2 separate regions of the Mus musculus genome follow, and region 1 is linked to region 2. Evidence: chromatin contacts called from public HiChIP or PLAC-seq data. All regions are on one chromosome and are shown on one strand. The core of a region is the stretch at or near the end of the contact, and the rest is flanking DNA. Distances in the headings are between cores, read along the strand shown. Region 1 has its middle 21 kb from the start of 2310043L19Rik. Region 2 overlaps Sdccag8 (serologically defined colon cancer antigen 8).

The links. HiChIP or PLAC-seq counts read pairs in DNA pulled down with a chosen protein or histone mark.
Region 1: an H3K27ac HiChIP or PLAC-seq map of hepatocytes shows a contact between it and region 2, with 5 times the contacts expected there. The contact joins two enhancer-like sites. A contact is called at or near these places in 1 of 484 Hi-C or Micro-C datasets (bone marrow-derived macrophages), 10 of 115 datasets of contacts at active chromatin or transcription factors (differentiating embryonic stem cells, embryonic forebrain, embryonic hindbrain and 7 more) and 1 of 9 other capture datasets (embryonic stem cells).

What each region holds. Positions count from the first base shown.
Region 1 is chr1:177,660,758-177,666,214 of GRCm38.p6, forward strand. No RefSeq gene overlaps it. Among named protein-coding and RNA genes, the nearest start is that of 2310043L19Rik, 21 kb to the left of the region's middle. Within about 2 kb of position 3,209, at least 6 of the 459 cell types and tissues checked have an H3K27ac peak or open chromatin away from gene starts, as enhancers often do. A contact at or near this core is called in hepatocytes, where this site is marked.
Region 2 is chr1:176,980,699-176,986,275 of GRCm38.p6, forward strand. All of the region lies in intron 16 of Sdccag8 (serologically defined colon cancer antigen 8), which reads left to right. Among named protein-coding and RNA genes, the nearest start is that of Gm15423, 42 kb to the left of the region's middle. Within about 2 kb of position 2,188, at least 27 of the 459 cell types and tissues checked have an H3K27ac peak or open chromatin away from gene starts, as enhancers often do. A contact at or near this core is called in hepatocytes, where this site is marked.

The DNA of each region.
Region 1 (5,457 bases), core at 1,959-4,458, 680 kb after region 2:
CATCAGCAGCCTTCACTGCAGAAGTAGCAATCACATAGCCAGCCAGAGCGAAATTAAGAAATTTGCATGTCATTTATTAATATCCTCCTTGTCTGTCAAGCAGTCTTCAAAAACATGTTTTCCTCCTTTTGAAAGAAGTAAATTGCAATGAGGCTCATCCATGCTAAGGACCTCAGGCCAGGCTCTGCTGCTCCCAACGTGTACGGAGAGCAAATGTATATCAAGGATGTTGGCCCAATACAGTCTCCTCTCTGTCCTATCATCTGCGACAACTTCCCTGCAGGTGGTAACTCACATGTTGTCTAAAGAGTGGCCTGTTCTCCAGCATAAGATATCTTGAAAGAAAGGGGCAATTCAAAATATCCCACGACGGGGCTAAAGAGAGTGTTCAGTGGTTCAGAGCACTTGTCGTCTTTGCAGAGGACCTGAATTTGGTTCCCAGCACCCACATGGTAGCTCACAACCATTCATAGCTCCAGTTTGGGGTATCTGATGTCTTATTCTGACCTCTGAAAGCACAAGGCACATGCACGGTGCACATACACATATGTATAGACAAAGTTCTCATAGACATAAAATAAAATCATTAAAGTCTAAAAGAACTCCCAAAGGTCCGGGTACCTGACCATGGAGTTGTTGATTGGTTAGGTGGGATGGAGGGCATTGTGGGTCTGACAGAAAATGTGCCCATGTTTCCAAGATACACTCAGGACTGAAACATAGCATTTGAACCTTACTTTGAAGTATATGAACAAACAGACCCTCTACAATAAATCAAATACTGTAAAATGTTAACAACTGATATGTCCATGTAACTGATTGACACACGTCTATTACACATTTTCTCTGGCTTTTCATGTTGAACATTTTTACAACAAAATAACTCCAAGAAAAGCCCAGCCTGGTAGCTCCTTGGCATCCTGCAGCAAAGTACTACATAATCTCCAACCAGTCACAACCGCCCTTTGCTAGCACTCCCCACATAGGTCAGAGTCTGCATCACCTGACGCCCACAGCCAAAGACAGAGTCATCGCGGCTGAGGTGCTTCCCCTGGGTGCACTTGCATCCTAAGCATGGGTATCATCTTGCTTGGTCCTCTCCACAGCCCTGTGCAGATGAAGGTGTAGCTATCACTAACCCAAGCGATAGAAACTGAGACTCAGAGCAGTGCAGTGTGCTGAAGATGGCTCAGCTAGTTAGTAACACAGTGAGAGTTTCTACCAGGGAGTTAATATTCCATTAAATGGCTTTGTCTGATTGGTGATCCGAGTTCACATGGCTTCTCATAAAAGAGTGGTTATGGCACTTTTCTTCTCTACAGGGTACTGATTGCCCTCCTTCACATACAGTGATGCTAGGTGTCGGTTATTCCTTCATTTTTAGTATTTCTCCTAATTCTTAGGTTTTAACTTGTGTGTGTGTGTGTGTGTGTGTGTGTGTGTGTGTGTGTGTGTGTGCCACATGATTGTGGGTGCCCCTTGGAGGCCAAAAGTCATCAGACCCCAAAGCTTGAGCGACAATCAATATTGTTCTAGAACCATCACTCCAGCCCCAGACACCTGTAGGTTTTGATTGACAGATTTGCCATAAAGTGAGGCCCTGGAGAACAGGATCAGGCATGTGCTATCCTGAGGCCATCCTGTGAGCCTGAGCCATCTCCTAAGATTCCTGACTCCTTCATGGAGGTACAATTGGAGCTCAGCTCTATCTACCCATCTATTTATATATCTATCTTATGCCACTATCATTTGTATTTGGCTCTCACCTGGCTCTATCATCTATATCAATTGATCTATTATCTCTGTCATCTACATCTGTCTATCATCTATTTTTCAATCAATGTGCTATCATCTATAGCCACTATATCTGTTTCTTTTTTCTATATCATCAATCTAAAACCATATCTTTATCATCCATCTCTATCATATTTATCACCATTTGTATTTATCACATACACCTCTATCATCTGTCTCTAGTAATCAATCTATCATCTATCTACCTGCCTACTTACCATCTGTCTGTCTATCTGTTATCTATCTATATCTAATGTTGATGTTTATAAAGTAGGTGAAAGGCAGTATCTCCTACTTTGCATTAACTTATTGAGATGCAAATTATTCCATTAATCTCTACTCCCTTATATTAGGAACAAACACTTAGGCTTCTTAGCTAGGCAAAGGTAGAACTAAGATCTGGCTCCAGGAGAAGATCCTGGGCTAGACAGCTGTGCTTTATCTCTTGAAATTATGTCTGCTCTGCAGTGTCCAAAGACCATTTTCAGTTATTGACTAATACTTCTTATTGCTGTTGGTTTCTGTAGGACTGGCTCACAGGAAAGTGTGGTGTGGGGTATAAAATACAGTCACTTTAGGTAGACAAGACTCCCTACAAAGAGCAGACACATATGGCCAAGCCTGTGTCAATCACTCCACAAAAGCCCGTGATGAAGGTTCTCCAAGCTCAGTGAGTTCTCCGGGCTGTTTTAGAGAAGCTCGGAGCCAGGCCAGCTCTGCTGAAGAAAGGTCATTCCCCTCCGAGGACATACACACTTGCTGTCATGGTTGATCGTTCAGCCTGGGAGTCTGTCCAAGGGCAATGAGTGAGCACTCCTTTTCTACAATGATAGATGCTTCAAAGTGACTCTGGACAAGAAAGACACGCTCCAAAGGTCTCCAGTACATTAGATATGCTGAGCTCAGGAGTTTGGCCATAGGTAAGGCTTGGGGAGGAGGTGTGGGGGGCAAGAGGTGAGGTGCTATGGTCGCTGACCAGGACAAAGAACAGCTTGGGCTGGGCAGAGAGTCACAGGAGCACTTTCCAGATTCTCCTGAGAGCTACCCTCATTCTCAGACAGTTGACCTGCCTTCATCTGTGAGATTTCCTAGCCTTAGAAGCCGCGGGAATTGGTCAAGTTTGCCGTGCTGAGCACCATGCCTGGTGTCACGCAGGCGTTCAGTGATGTTCACGAGTTTCAGTGCAAATACTCCTACTGCTTTCCCCATCACTGGCAACCAGAGAAATAAAAGCTGAAACAACAGTGGAACCTCCCTTTTCTCCCATCAAGTTATGGAACTCTCCACAGAGTTAAAAGCCAGCATTCATATAGGCTGAATTCCTCTGGTCCTGCTTAAAGCTCTAATACCAGGGGGAGATGGAGTCCACATTCCTGTCGTCTTTCACATCAACAGTTACGTTGCCAAAATCAATGAAGACAAACATTGCCATGGCTGAGAACACTTCGAAACAGAAGGAAACCATTCCATGATCTGTATATCAATGCACTATTTGGGGATTTTTTTTTTTTTTTAGTAAACATCTAGGGAACACAGAGAGTGAAGAAGGGACTATGTATGCATCAAATGCTGGACCAGGCTGTTGGTTTGCTTGCTCTATAAGCTGAGGACCAGTCTCCCCTAGGTACAGATGAAGAGAGGATAATGGACTTGCCAAGGTCATCCAGTAAATGACAGCTTCCAGGAGACACCATGAGACACAAGTTTCAGATTGCTCCCTGCCCTTTAACAAAGCTCACCATTGGAACTTACCACCATGGAAGAGACAGGACAGATACAGGCAATCAGGCAATCCCTATAGGAACCTGAGCCCCCATGCCTAAATGGATTCAGGCTAGGTCAAATGAGAGGTTGCCCAGGTCTAGGCAGAGAATGAAAAATAGCTTTGGAGAGCATTGGTATTATAGATTCACCTTATTAAACAGATAGATGAGGCAGGTGTGTAAAATACCCAGTAGGCATGTCAAAGCTCTTGACATTTCAACATGACATTGTTATCAAAAAGTCTTTGCTCAAGAACCATACAATTTGTTGCTGGAAAAATTCCCAATGTTTTAAGTAAATGAAAAATGCAGGGCTGGTGAGATGGCTCAGTGGGTAAGAGCACCCGACTGCTCTTCCGAAGGTCCAGAGTTCAAATCAACCATCCGTAACAAGATCTGACTCCCTCTTCTGGTGTGTCTGAAGACAGCTACAGTGTACTTACATATAATAATAAATAAATCTTTAAAAAAAAAAGAAAAATGCAATTGTTTGTATATGCTTGGCCCAGGGAAAGGCAATATTAGGAGGTGTAGTCTTGTTGGAGTTGGTGTGTCACTGTGGGTGTGGGCTTCAAGACCCTTGTCCTAACTGCCTGCAAGCCAGTCTTCTCCTGGCTGCCTTTGGAACAAGATGTAGAACTCTCAACACTTCCAACACCATGTCTGCCTGGATGCTGTCATGTTCCTGCCTTGATGATAATGGACTGAACCTCTAAACCTGTAAGCCATCCTCAACGAAACATTATCCTTATAAGAGTTGCCTTGGTCATGGTGTCTGTTCACAGCGGTGAAACCCTAACTAAGGCAGTATGGTTCTGTGTTGAGCTCCATTAGAAGCTGTCTCTGGCCACATGCAGCCTGTGGTGTGCAGGTTAGATTGCCTGGACAGAGAAGTTCCACTTGGAAAACTCAGTGAAGAAGAAAGGCCAAGAACATTCTCTGGAAATAATGTCAGTGAAGAAACATGTGAACAAGCATTTGGAGCCTAGATCTCTGCAGTCCTCCAGGAAGTCTGGTGCACTCAAGCTGACATCACTCACAAAGCTTCAGAGCTCCTGAGATGGAAGCTCAGACAATCCTGTGAGTGTGTTCATGAGTCTGGTGCTTGGGTTCTGGTTCTAGAAAAGATCTGGAGACTCAGATCCAGAGGGCAGATTCTTTGGCTTTCAAGTTGTTAGGGAATTGTCCAGGGCAAGACTGAAGTGGACAGGGGTGGGGATGGACACTGTGGATACTGCTTCCTAGGGTGCCCAAGCAAGTACATATAGGCAGAGGCAGAAATCACAAAACCAGGATTTTAATCTCCCCTTGGATATAACCTCCCTGCCAGCCATAGATAAGCATCTCAAGAACTGTGACCAAGGAATAAAGGAAAGATAAGCCCAAGCTGGGAATCCAATGTGTACCTGTGTGAGCATGGGCTTATCTCTAAGAATGCCAAAGGATGGATGCAAAGGTGCCTTTCCTAAAGAATCCCGAACACAAGTGTCCCGAGTCCAGCATGGCTGTGCACAGGGCAAGGCCAGTTCCAGTGGGCACCATGGACCTGAAAAAATTAGTGAAGAACAGCGGTCTGCTCTTACTAACATTCTCAATTTGAACACTATGAACTCTACACCATTTCCTGATTTTATGCTCCTCCACACCCCTGGGATTCTCCAGCCAGCTTTAGAGAAAGATGCCATGAAGTTCTCAAGACTAAAATAATGTCAACTTGTATTTCTCCTATGTGACTAGAATGTGCCTGCTTACCAGGCGGCAGGTAGAAGACAATACCATATAGTATTGATCCCTGAGAGGTCCTGCAGGTTCTGAGCACAGAGTGACGTGTTATAGTGGTCAGGAAAATGTCACGGCAAGTATTCAGAATATGTAGCAGGGAAGACAACTCCTCTCTCCA
Region 2 (5,577 bases), core at 938-3,437:
CTGTGTATTTAAAGTTCAGCTTTGTGTGTGGTATTCTCCTGTGATGATTTCAGGACATAAAGTAAGATGTTCACAAAAGCCAACCTGAGACCAATACTCTGCGGCAGTTTAGCGGCAAATCCCCGCTCTGGGTATTTAACAGTAATTGGGATCTTTCTATTGGCTTTGCACACGCTCAGATTAGTAGTAAAACCTAAGCCCCTTTCCATTTGGCAAAGGCTCACACTTGAAGCAGCACAAACTCGATTCTGATTGTGCTTTTCATTCGCACCTAGCTGAGATTTTGCCTGATGCTTTTTAAATCCTCTAATTTACATACTGTGGTAAATTTAAAATAAGAACAGATGAAGGCTGCAGAGTTCCCCATTTCACTGATGAATATGGTATTTTGCTTCAGCTATCTAGCTGTTATATATTCAGTGACCTTTAAAACACAGAACGGAAACTCATACAGTGTACATGGTGGGTTATTAGTGTTGCCTTTGTTTTGAGGCTGCGACTCTGAGACTCGGGAGCCAAGCAGAGCACCTGAGTACTAATGCCATAGGACTAAGTTCAGAACTTCCTGTCTGTGCCCAGTCAGCCGGGCAGACAGGCCTAATCCTTGCCTGGTCCTTCTGAAGTTGGGGAGTGCTGTTTCAGGTCACAACAGGGTGTCCTGTCATACCTGCGGGTAAGGCTGTGTCCTCAAAAGGACCCTGTGCTTTTGGTCATGAGTCTGCAGTGCTAATGGGAGGTGGCAGAGCCTCATTGGGAACCTTATTGGACATTTGGGGTGTGCCTTTGGCCAGGATATTGGGGTTCAAGCTCCTTCCTCCACCTTTTGCTTCCCAAGCAGCATGAGATGAGAGGGCAGGATTGAGACTCAACACAAGACCTGGAGACTCTCACAAGACCTTTCTGTCTACCGCCTGCCATCTGCCACTGCCACACCAAGGCTGATGGCCACAGAGGGAAGCAACCACAGACTGAACCCCTGAAATCCTTGACCAGAACCAACCTTCCCTCCCTCTAAGCTGATTATCTAAAGTGTTTTCCACAGTGACCAGCAGAGATCCGGCTTAGGAAGAAAGCTTAGTTTTGAATGGCCACTGTGGATTTGGCTGCAGTTAAAAGCAACAGGTCATCTCATTTAGTAATAAGAAGAATATTTTCCTCCAAAAAACCAAGTTGGGACTCAGAGAATTTAAATTATTCAATAACTGAGATACACTACTAGGAAACTCTACTGTCTAGAAACCTGCACTGCCTCCTTAGGACCCTGCTGGGTCCCCTGCTTGGTAATGATAGCTCTAGACCAGGATTCTTTCACTCTCCCTGAATTTTGCACAGTGATCTATGTGGCTCTTCACAACACATACGTTACTCAACAAATCAAGATTTCAGTGCACATTACAAATGTGCTAACTGCTAGCTGGGTGTCCATAGGAAACTTCTTATAGACCCCACTGTCTCAGTGTCACCTGGACTGTCAGCTTGCTAGTTTCCTTGGGGAGATGAGCTGGAAAACACTTACTGCCTTAGTGTCAGCATAGTCTGCTGAAAGAGTCCCTGTCTCAAACAATGGCAGTCTACTGTCAAATAATACTTTTAATAACCAAAATCAGCATTAATTTCAAATTTATATCTAATACACAGGGTTAAAATTCCATAATACAGGAGAAAATTTTAGGGCACGTTTTTTAAAGAGACCTACAATAGCTTTGGAAGAAAGGATCCTTCTGTTGTCTAATGAAGGGATAGAATTCCTGGGAAACTGTGAGGGTCTGTTTGCCTCGCCTTGAAGAATTGTTCATGTAACCACTTGGCAGCTTAGCTTTTCTCTTCTTGATCCTGCTCATCACTCTGGGAGACCAGAGGCTCTGAAATGTGATGAATGACCCTGATTCAAAACGTCTGACTCCAAATGCAGCTGATAGGAGGCCGAGCTGCTGTCATAGATCTCACTGTAAGCAAACCCAATGTATTACATCCACATTTACAAAATGGATTAGTTAAGTGGTCATTCTTCACTTAGCAACCTAATTTGCAATAATAATTCTCCCTTGTAATGCTTATAAATGTGAGTTAGTTTATTAGAACGCTTTGCCTTGGCCACATTTCAAGTGCAAAGTCCATTTATAATGTTACTCAATAAACCAGTCTTTCCCTATTTGTCCAGCGTTTACTAGAAATAAGTCCATGAGTCAGAAAGGTCTCTACACTTCAGCCATGTATCTTGAGAATGAGGATTAGCGGGGCCCTGATCTGTGCCAAGGGGCCGAGGGAGCTGCGGCGCAGACATTCCTCCCTGGCTCATGTCATCCTAGCTTTCCAATCTCCCTACCCTTCATCCACGGGATGAACCAGGAGCGTGCCACATGGTGGAAACTCCAACTCCTTGGCTTTCTCTCTGGGTTGACATCAGTCACAGATAAGGTCTGAGGAGAGTTACCAGGTCTTGTGTTGAGTCTCAATCCTGCCATGGGCAGTAGGGGTTCATGGTAGCTCTGTGTCTGGCTTGGGACAAGCAGGTAACCTGAGTTCACAGAGCTGGTTTAGTCCTCGTGTGAATGCTTTGGGATACTTCTGAGGCCAGCCCAGCTGGAGCAGGTCACTCTGGAAGTAAAGGTCACTTCCTTCCATCCCTGGAACCAGCTCCCACAAGTTGTCCTCTCATCTGGGCCACCATACAAGTTTAAAAATAATAACTAAGTGACATGAAAGTGGCTAATTTGCTTTTCCCTTTTTGGCAATGGGATTATACTTTGTTTTTTCTTTTTACTCTAAAGGCAGCCTTCTTTCCCCCCCCCCCCCGCCCGCCCCCCACGCTCACTGTGATTTCCTCTGACTCTGTATTCCGAGTATATTTAACTTTGAATGGGGGAGTTGGCTGGATGAGCTGGAGTTTGTCCTGAAGACCTTTATGTAGATGCTGTCTTTAATAGAGGTCATTGTCATCTGGCTGTCTTGTCTTTACAAGTTTTTAAGGCTCTGTGCATTGCTCTGATGAGGGAAGCGACCAAATCTGTTTTATTCAAATTAAAAATTCTTTGGGAGCAGATTGTCACAAAACACACAGTGATGAACTTAGAGAGGAGCCGGCTGAGGAAGCATAGGTGTTTGTCACCCGTGCCACAGACACAGGTGCTACGCACAGTACCGGCCTTTAGCTCTTTCTGGGACAGATTCTGGGACAGATCTTACTTTGTAACAACTACTTGATTGATTGCTTTGTAACTTTAGGTAGAAATATTATAAATAACCAGAATGAGCCCGTGTCTACTCTCTTGACACACTCACTGTCATCTTCAGCAATGAAAGGTATCATAACCAAAAGTGATTCACTCAGGTGTCCACGTCCTTCATTGGTACTAATCACCAGCCTTTCTTCTAAGATCTACCACCCAGTGCTGGCCATTTAAAATGCAATATGGGAACTCTGTGTCTGGTACTTGGTCCGTCACATCCTCTCATCGACGGGCAGCACGCCTTTCAGATGACTTTTCCTGACAGAGTCTTACACAGATGTGCTGATCATGATGCTGGTGGTGCTGCGAAGGCATGGCACCCCAGTCTACTTCCTCCTCTGTTGTACATGCTTTCCTCTTAATGCCTGGATCTGAGTCCCTCAGAATTGATTCCAAAAAGATTATACCTGTACGCCCATACCTGCAGCCTCAGGCAGGCTTTGTATGTTTCACATAGGATAGCTACTGCTGTTTCCAAAGCAAGAAGGTAAAGCGTCTGGCCAGTATTGACTTTGGACACTGCTAGGCTGGCCTATGTGTTTGCTTCTCTCTTCCAATAAGATAATAAAATGCAGCTGCAGTGCCAAAGATACCTGTCTCTGTCACAAATGGTCACCAGGCACTGGTGTGGATGCAGTGAATCTGTAGATTGCTTTTGGCAAGATAGCCATTTTTACAATGTTGATCCTGCCAATCCATGAGCATGGGAGATCTTTCCATCTTCTGAGATCTTCTTTAATTTCTTTCTTCAGGGACTTGAAGATTTATCATACAGATCTTTCACTTCCTTAGTTAGAGTCACACCAAGATATTTTATATTATTTGTGACTATTGAGAAGGGTGTTGTTTCCCTTAGATCACACCCCAGCTGTCATTTTGTGCCTAAGACCCCTTAGTTTGTGGCCTTTTTTACTTGATAGGGTCTCATTGTGCAGCCCAGGCTGGCCTCAACCTAGAGATCCTACTTTAGCCTCTGGGACCCGTCATTCATGAACTGACTTTTTGATTTTCTTGATTTATTCAGTTACATTTCTTAATTTGTACTGTGGTGACAATGAAAATTGTATTGCTACCTAGTAGAAATGTCCTTACACAACTTAAAATAACTAACAGATTTAAAGTGTTTGTTATGTAAAATAAAAAAATGACAAAACCAAAATGCTGACATTTCAGATATGCTTGTGTTAATTTAAATCTGAGGCACATTGCTGGACAGAGGAGAAAAGAGAAACTAGTTTCAACAAGGGAATAAAGGCCAGGGCAATTCAAGAACGGCTGCTTGCCCACAGTGAAAGCCACAACCGGCTTCTGCTCAGGGTCATTTCACTGTGCTCTCATTACTGCGTTCCCGCCGTCCGCACACGTCCACAGCAGAGGAAGCTGAGGCTCAGAAAAGGGGAGATGACCCCAGGAGCTCTGAGCACTGCAAAGTTTGTGCTCTTAACACAAGACTGTACTGTCTCCTGCATCCAGCTGAGATGCAACAACCAGAGAGGTGCAGCCCGCTGGAGGCCTGAGGCTCCTGCACATAGGACCCATTTACCTTCCTTCCTCTCAGTGGTATCTCCTCCACTCAGATCCACACCCTGCATCCCCAGGCAGCCCCACCTCTCCTTCCCCTACTTGATGGACTCCCACAAGTAGCATGGTGGGCATGCCCCTTCTGTCCGCAGCTGGTGTTTGTGGCCCTTCCTGCCCAGCTTCCCAGCACTCTTGAAGGGAGCCTCCATCCTCAGCAAGGCAGTGCCTGTTGGGTATTTTTGCTTAATTATTATACCTATTTAATGCTACTTAGAACGTTGTCAGCTGTTGAGAAAAGGTAATTATCACGAGTCAAATGAGAAACACTTTTTTGGCTGCCTTACGGATACACGTTTCCCTGGTACCTTGATGCATAATGAAGCCTGATAGCAGAACTTTGCTAGTCTCTTCTTCAAGCCACAGCTGTTTCCCTGCTAAATTCATCCCATCTGTCTCCCCTTCCGTGAAGCTGTAGGCAGTATAGCATAAGTACAGAAGCAGTTCAGTGCTATTTTGGATAAACATAGCTGAAATTTGAATCTTTGCCATTTGCGATGCACACATTTTGTTTTACTGCTGTAAAGAGAGCTGTCAAAATAGAAGTACATGGATAATTTACTAAAATACAGTCAGATATAAGGGTGATCCAGAGGAAAGTACACGGGTCACTCTGACCTCCCCAGGATCCCCGAAGCTCGTCTCTGACCTCCAGGTGTGGCTGGGGCCCGCAGCCCCCAAAGTCTTTGTTTTAATTCTACAGCCTAACTCTCAGGACTCAGTTCCTCTACCTGTTTGTGACATGATTGGCAGTTCTTAAGAAGCTCTG